Regions from separate parts of the Drosophila melanogaster genome. Here region 2 is linked to region 1. Evidence: chromatin contacts called from public HiChIP or PLAC-seq data. All regions are on one chromosome and are shown on one strand. The core of a region is the stretch at or near the end of the contact, and the rest is flanking DNA. Distances in the headings are between cores, read along the strand shown. Region 1 overlaps CG9328. Region 2 overlaps CG42238.

Region 1 (3,911 bases), core at 566-3,065:
TACATGAAATGGGCAAAAAAAACCAAATACTTTTAGGTGTACGCCACAAAAGAGTCTTTAAGGAGAGGAATGTGTACACACACTTCGTATAGGAACGAGAATGAGGAAAACGGAGAAATAATAACGATAAGTAATCGTAATTTGTTTGGAGTCCCTTCGGGTGACGTCAGCCTTCTCGAGATAAGTGTTTTAAATGGCTTTGATGGGAAAGGGTAGTAACCAAAAAAAGTATGTGTTCATAATACATTTATAGTATAATATAATAATATTTGTAATATTAATCTTTAGGATCCATCTATTAAAGATATTAATGGTCATTAAAAGATAATTTTCCATTTTTATTGTTAAGCATGAAAAGATACCCCAATCTGGATTCATTTTTTTACCATATCAATTGAATTATTTTATTGACAACAGACAATTTTTCAGTTTAGATATCAATCAGTGCCGCACAGCTATAGTTTCTCCTCTATAAACCTTCTTCGCATCAGCATCATGTTTTTTATGCAAATTGGCTTTACTTTCGGTCTGATTGGTTCCATTCGATCTCTTTCGTTTCGCGCAGTTTGTTCCGTTTCCGCAACTGATTGATTTGTTGTTGTTGCAGTTGGGGTCTTAATGGAGTTATCAAATAATACAAAATTCAATTGAAGTTTTTTACGAGTGCGGCTAGGCAAATGATTTTGCTTGGTCATGGAAGATATCAAAGTGAAAAAAGAGTGAAAGGCTTGGAATGCTCTTTAGTGCTTAGCGCTTTTAATTGTGTTTAGCTTTTTTAAGCCGGTTGGAAAACGCAGATTTTTATTCGTTAAGTGCTGCAATTTCTTCATCGCCTGGCGGCTTATATAAATTATTTAAACTCTTTTTGTATGCTTCCAAATGATTATTACTGTCTGCGAGCGCGTGAAATGGTTTTGTTTTTCTGCTTTGATTGGCTAATTTGATGTTTGTTGCTTGGGCCACGTTTGTTGCCGGTTTACGGCGTCTCAAGGCCATTTTGTCGTAGTGCCCATTTACATGCATTAGGATTTAAAGTCATACATATGTGCCTTGTAAAGACGGAATATGTACATACGGAATGAAATCACCAGGCGTGACACACGGGCTATTTAAAGAGTCATATTCAGATATTTGGGTGACTGTTTATGGCTTATTAAATATATAATTATTACGAAAAGAAGTCAATTTATCAATTTCTTAATAGTAACTAGCCCATTATACTTATAAATCAATAGAAGTGTGTGAAATTCAGATCGAAAGTTCAAATTTTGAAAAATCTTTCTTCATTTAAATATCGGCAAAAATGTAAATTTTCAAAGAATATTTCAACACATAAATTTTCATTGTGCTCCATTAACAATTTCATGTTTGTGTTCCGTATTTAGAATCCACAAAATACACAGAATAAACTGGCAAAATTCGTAAATGAAAGCATAAAAACTAACGGTATTTACATGGAACAGCTAAAAGTTTTACTCTTAGCCATTCAAGTTCTTTGGAGGTTTCCATTTAAGGCATGCAGAACAAATATGTTATGTTTTTATGATTTGCCGAGTTCCATAGATAATAAGAACCTCTTATCTAAACTGACGTCTGAGTTTAATGCTCATACATGGCCAAATATTTGCCCAAATCGCATATCCCCCTGAAAAGCTTGAGATTATTCAGCTACGCCAACTAGTAACAAATTTCCATAAAGCTTCGAAAGAACAATCATAAAAATGTTTATTAAATTTATTTCACTCGCTTATTGTAGTTGTCCAAGCTATTATTATTCCGTCTGATAAGCGTTTTGCACCCGCATGGCTATGGGCATGGGTTCAGAGTTTTTAGCTTGATTGGCTCGATGCGGGATTTCGATTACGAAATTCTTTTAATGGACTCGCTCAGCGCCCCTTGAACGATACCCTGTACACTCCGCTTTGCGGGGTGTGTCAGGTATGTTAATCAATTGGGATATATACATATTACGTTTTTTCAATTTTATTAAATGTATTACAAGACTTCCATGACATATATTATATTATAAGTAAATGTCCGAATGACTTGCGTATTAAACCATTTTTCCAACTTATGGTTTTTGAGCACACTTGGTATGCTATAGTCGAACCATTTATGACTCTTCCTAGTTGCTCGAAGCATAAACGTTCCGACTTGCGGGAAAACAAATTTTCTGTTTATTGTTCAAAAATTGTATCTGTGGTGTGGGGTCGGTCGAATGGCTTGTGTTATTGTTTATGCGGAATGTTGAATTCGGAATGCCACATGTGTGGGGCTGCTGAGTTGCTCTGTTTATAAAGCAAAGCGCTGTTTAGATTTAGAAATGCATTTAATGCCCGGGGACGCCGATTTCTCGGAATCTTTCGCGGCTTGGGGCCAAACTGAGTTCCAGGGAAAGGTCAGTTTTTCAGGGTGTTAGGGCGCTTTTTTTTATATAGTTTTGACCCCGAATTCCCAGTAAACGTTTTAAGTCCCGTTGCCTTTATTTTCGAGGCTTTCCCATTGCGCAACGAATGGCAACTGTTTTCGGTTTGTACATTTCGACTGGGCTTTGACACCGGTTTCTTTTATTTTGTTATTTATGCCCACTTGTCAAGCCGCTTAGCCAAAAAACCAAAAATTAAAAGAGAAAAAATGCAAGAAATTAAACTGAAAATTGTTATTAAAAGCGCGTACAAGACGACAAACGATGTCGACGCGGAAAATTAGTTGCCGAGCGACTGAATGAATGAATGACTGAATGAGTGACTGGAGTGGACAGTTTAGTGAGGGGCGGTGAGGGGGCGGGGCAGGTGAAAGCCGGTAAGCCATTTCGCAGCTGGGGAATTGACTGACTTACATTGCCGAATGCCTGTGGCCACTTGGACGATTTCCTGTGGTTGCATCTCCCGCTGGGTTGACTGACCACAAAAGCAGAAATATAAAACGAGAAGGCGGCGCGAGGGGGGCGTGGCAGATTAGCTAATTTCATGACTCACCTGCCGAATAATTAGCGATGGGCGTGAGGCTCAAACGGCCGACTAAACGTGGCCAATAAATTCTGACACGCTATTAAAATTAAAGAAAAAATATGTTTCAACGAGGAACAGGGGGTTTTGACCAGCGAACGAGTGACTGACTGGGTGGCCTCAAAGGAAATTGGGGGTGGCACCGGCGGTTGGTTAATAGAAATTGCCTTGCGTGCTATTTGTTGCCAAACAAACACAAGCGAATGTGCCAAACACAAATAAATAGTAAATATATAAATGTCTATGACTAACACGCGCCTTAAACGATCCCACGACTATGAGGCTTATTGCTGAAAAATAGGGCCTTTTGAGCGAATAGGTCTGATGACAAAGCTAATAGGAAAGGCAGATTGAGAAAGTATTATTGTATTGTAAGTAATCAAACTTCCTCAAAAGAGGCAATTGCTCTAAACTAAAGTGATTACTTTTTGATTATAGAAATATTTTCCGCTTCTTTTAGCAACTATCTTAAGGCTAAATTTCCAATAACATGAACATATAAATGTATACATAGTTGTTCTACAAGTTGTCATTCTTCGGATTGCGATAAAAGTGTTCAACTATTTTCCTACAGCGCAAGGCTGAAACTTTTTCCAAAAACGACCGATCATACACAAATTTGCTTTTAGTCAAAACACAAGTTTCACTTGCGCTGGTTTATTTATTGAACTGTTTTGGCCTGTTTCTATTTCTGTTGTTTCTGGCCTGGTTGTCTAAATATTTACAGCAGGCAAACACACCCACTTTGTGGTAAGCAAATAGATAGAACCAAACCCAATTTTTTTTTTTTTTTTGGCCAACAACATATGGAAGCCTTTGTGGAAATTAGCAAACTCTTAACCCCTGACTACACGCACAGCTGATTAACCCACAGCTAGCCGACGAGCCCCTTTCTAGAAACAC
Region 2 (3,911 bases), core at 449-2,948, 230 kb after region 1:
GTGGGAAATGGAGACGCATTGGATTGCAGATGATATTGCAATCATGACGAACCCGAGAACCCAAATCCGAACCCCGAGCTCAAAACAAACCCAACGAATCGAAATGGAAATATAAAAGGAAAATGAAAATCAAAATGAAAAACGGTTCCAAGGTGTGGTCTTTGAAGTGAAGTTCAAATTGCAAACCAAAAGATTGCAAAAGCCCAGCGAATGCACGGCCAATTGAATCATCGCCAAGTCTTCAATGCAAAACTTAGTTTTTCAGTTCATTTAAATGCTAAGCATGCGATGCTCGCTTTGGAAAACTTTAAGCGACAAAACCGCAGCCAGCCGACCGAACTTTATCTAGACCATTAAGTTTTACAAAGGAAAATATGTCAGCTAAGTGCTGTTTTTCGAAAGAGAGTAGGGGTTTTTGGGGGCTCGAGAACGGGCAACTTCTAACATCAAACCGACGAACCGCGAGATGATGACTCAGCCAGAGTCAACAAGCGAACTTAGCAGCAATAAAACACGGCCTCAAAAGACACTTACAGCTCAAACAGGCCGGGTTGCCACAGACAGCTTAAATATGTATCTATATCGCTCATATGCTCTTCAATATTTGTTACACTGAGCTACAGGGAAGCGAGTTTTGGGCAGAAAAAAAAAATGTGCCGAAACAAAATAATGTGGTAAACCTTTTTTCTTCACTTTTTCACTTTTACCAACAAATTAAAACATAAAAACAGTGGGTTTCTTAATCGGTCTGCATGGAATGAAAATATAATTTAAAATTGAGGTATTCCTTGCTGTGAAGTGTAAACAAATGGTGTCTTCGAGGCTGGAATGAATCTTCTAGTAGTTCTAATTTGCCCGGGTCATGCGTCGAGGTTAATGAGTCATATCATCATTATTATCTCGACACTGAGGCAACCAAGAAAAGTTAAAAAGTAGAAATAGAGGGACATCATCATCATCACAATTAAGCGGGGCCACACATTAAAATATAATTTCAGAGACAAGGCTGACAAAGCGCTTTTGTTTTGTAACTTAGATGCAATTAAATGTAAATAAATTCACAATTTAGTCGTATGTTTTTTTCGAATGTTTTTCGGGGTTTTTCGCCTCCGTTTGTCTGCTTATTTTTTCTTTTTTGCCCCTCGTTTAGTTGGGTTTGTTGTCGGTTTGGTGACCCGATTTCCGCAATTTAATGACTTTTGTTTGACCAGCGGATAATTGCTGGGAACAAAAAAAGTGCCCAAGAACAAGAGGAATTGCGGAACTTTCTTTTTTCCTCATTTACTTTTTGCCAGGCCTCACTTAATTCTCTTTCAGTTTCGTGCGTCTTTTGTTTGTCTTAGTTTTTCCTCTCATCTGATTGTCTTTCCCTGCCACTGTCTTTTCCTTCATCTACAATATATATATAACTATGGTATATACCCATTTTTGGTCAATTTTCTGAGGCTCCTAACGAGCTGTTGATAATACTAAGCAAAGGCGCACATTTATTGACTTTTTGTGGCATTTGTGGATTTTAGATTTGTGGCATTAGATCTTTCTATCTCGCTTTAGCCGCGTGTATTTGTCTTTGTTTGACCCGCTACGGAAATGAGCCGTGCCTGTTTTTTTCTAGGGTTCAAGGTTCAAGGTTGTCCTCCCACTCCTCCCTAATTTTTTTTTTTCCGTTGCCATTGATATCTTTGTTACACACCCGAGCTCGCACACACATTGAAGGATAAGACAGCCATAGAAGCCATTTGCTAGAAAGGGACGGGCCGCAGTAAAAGAGATGGGTGGGCGACAAAAGACGACGAGAAGAGGGGAGAGGAAAACTAAGAGTTTGGCTGCAATTTGGTTGGAGAGACATTAAGAAGCGGAAGTTGATAAGAAAGGCAAGCAAAATGTTATTTATAGATAACCAAAGCTATTCGATGGAAATATGTACATACACAAAGAATGGGAAATCTGGGATAGGTAATCGGAAAGAAATCAAAGGGTTGGCTCAAGTGGATAGGAAAGTGTTTAATTTTCGTGTAATTCGTGGTACCTAGATATAAAGCATTATTATTTTAGACATTGACTGTGCAAGTCGACCTCAACTCAACGTCGCCGCCCTTTACATTTCACAATTTGTATCCCCAGATATCTTAGTTAAAAGCTAGGAGCCATTCCTGGAAACACACTTTAAAGTTCATATTTTCATGGTTTATTATTATTGTTTTCAACTCGAGCTGATTCATCCAACCGAAGTGCAGTGCTTAGGACTTAAGACCCAAGAAATACGCTCTGGCGGAGAAAAAATAAAACAACTCAACCCAAAGACCTTAATCCGAAGAACATTAGGCATACATAAGCTCACAGGCAGACAGACAGAAAAAATGTTGTATGCCTGAATTATAATTCAATTTATGACCCCGTCCAAATGGCTTAAACTACTTCCCAAATCCTTTATCAGCGGCCACTTCGATATGCAAGACCTGAGCTGAATGCATTATCCTCCGAAAGCGATTTCCCGCCCGAAACCCTCGTCAAAAACCTGATAGATTTCAGTCAGTGGTAAAAAGACCAAGGGAATCCCGCCGGAAGCACCTACCCAAGCCAAACAACCTCCATATCCCGCTCCCTCATTAGCATACAAATGTGTCAGAACAAACAACCAAATAACCGAAAGGAACTGAAATATTTAAAGTCCGAAAGAAACGAAAAGAGCCGTCCGAAGAAATACAAATTGGGAGTGGGCAGCGTGATTTCTTGACTAATTTTTATGACACTTTTCACTTTATGAGGTGGCCCGGCTAATTCCAAGGCCTTTTTCTTTTTATCCCCTACTTTATTTACCTTCGGCTCTTATTGAACGAAGGAACGACGAATAAACCATATGCATGTACCCCAGGGCAGTAAAGATTTTTATCGCTCGAGGATGTGCCATAAAATTCCCTAGCTCTCGAGACTATTAAAAACAATAAATGTCAAAACGAAACGGATTTTCCAGTATGCGTGAGTTACCACCCCACCCCCTAAACCCCCACGCCTCTAAACAAATCATCGGACACTCAACCGGGAAGACGGCAACTGGAACACCGCATCCGGCCGAATGCTGACATTACTCAAAAGTCGCACTGCAACATTGTCCCCAGCTAGCCAGCCACATGCCGAGTCGGCATGTTCATTATGCTTACAATTAAGAACCTATGTACTTATGTATAAGATGAAAACGGAGGATTCGAGTAGCCACTTTCTGACAATAAACTACACACTGATTTTGAACTTCAAGAAAGTCAGTCGTATTCTTTATTGGAAATCTTCACACTACAACTATCTGCTGAAACTTAAAAACCTTCATACATTTACACATCATATCTTCACAAAAGGCTCCACCCTCGATCACGGACTTAACTGGCGCAGCCGGTAGGATGTCCTACCTATTAATAATTACCTACCTGTAAGTAAACATGTAAGAAACGAAACAAACTATATGCAAGATGTCGACTGAAAGTGACTAGGAACAAATTTTTATAAAACAAAATTGAAGTTGTGAAGTACCAAATGAAACTCAAACATATATTCAAACACAGGGAAAAAAAAAGAGAGAGGAAAAATGTAAAATAAATAAATATACAAAAAAAATGCAAGTGTACCGTACTGCCGCGCTGACGTGGAATCTATCGCTGATCATCACGCCATCGGTATGTCCATACTCTGCCGAACGTCATAATTTTTATAAAAAAGTGCAAGTGTACCGTACTGCCGCGCTGACGTGGAATCTATCGCTGATCATCACGCCATCGGTATGTCCATACTCTGCCAAACGTCATAAGTTTTTATAAAAAAAAAAAGAGTGCAAGTGTACCGTACTGCCGCGCTGACGTGGAATCTATCGCTGATCATCACGTCATCGGCACTTACATACGCTGGCCAACGCATCGCCA

What was found. HiChIP or PLAC-seq counts read pairs in DNA pulled down with a chosen protein or histone mark.
Region 2: a contact with region 1 is called in a Psq HiChIP or PLAC-seq map of the Kc167 cell line, with 3 times the contacts expected there. The contact joins two enhancer-like sites. A contact is called at or near these places in 1 of 107 Hi-C or Micro-C datasets (the OSC cell line) and 1 of 6 datasets of contacts at active chromatin or transcription factors (the Kc167 cell line).

Annotation. Positions count from the first base shown.
Region 1 is chr2L:20,804,071-20,807,981 of dm6, forward strand. All of the region lies in intron 1 of CG9328, which reads left to right. Among named protein-coding and RNA genes, the nearest start is that of CG9328, 8.3 kb to the left of the region's middle. Within about 2 kb of position 1,816, at least 18 of the 39 cell types and tissues checked have an H3K27ac peak or open chromatin away from gene starts, as enhancers often do. A contact at or near this core is called in the Kc167 cell line and the OSC cell line, where this site is marked.
Region 2 is chr2L:21,038,208-21,042,118 of dm6, forward strand. The region is part of intron 2 of CG42238; the gene reads right to left. Among named protein-coding and RNA genes, the nearest start is that of snoRNA:Me28S-C2789, 5.4 kb to the left of the region's middle. Within about 2 kb of position 1,699, at least 13 of the 39 cell types and tissues checked have an H3K27ac peak or open chromatin away from gene starts, as enhancers often do. A contact at or near this core is called in the Kc167 cell line and the OSC cell line, where this site is marked.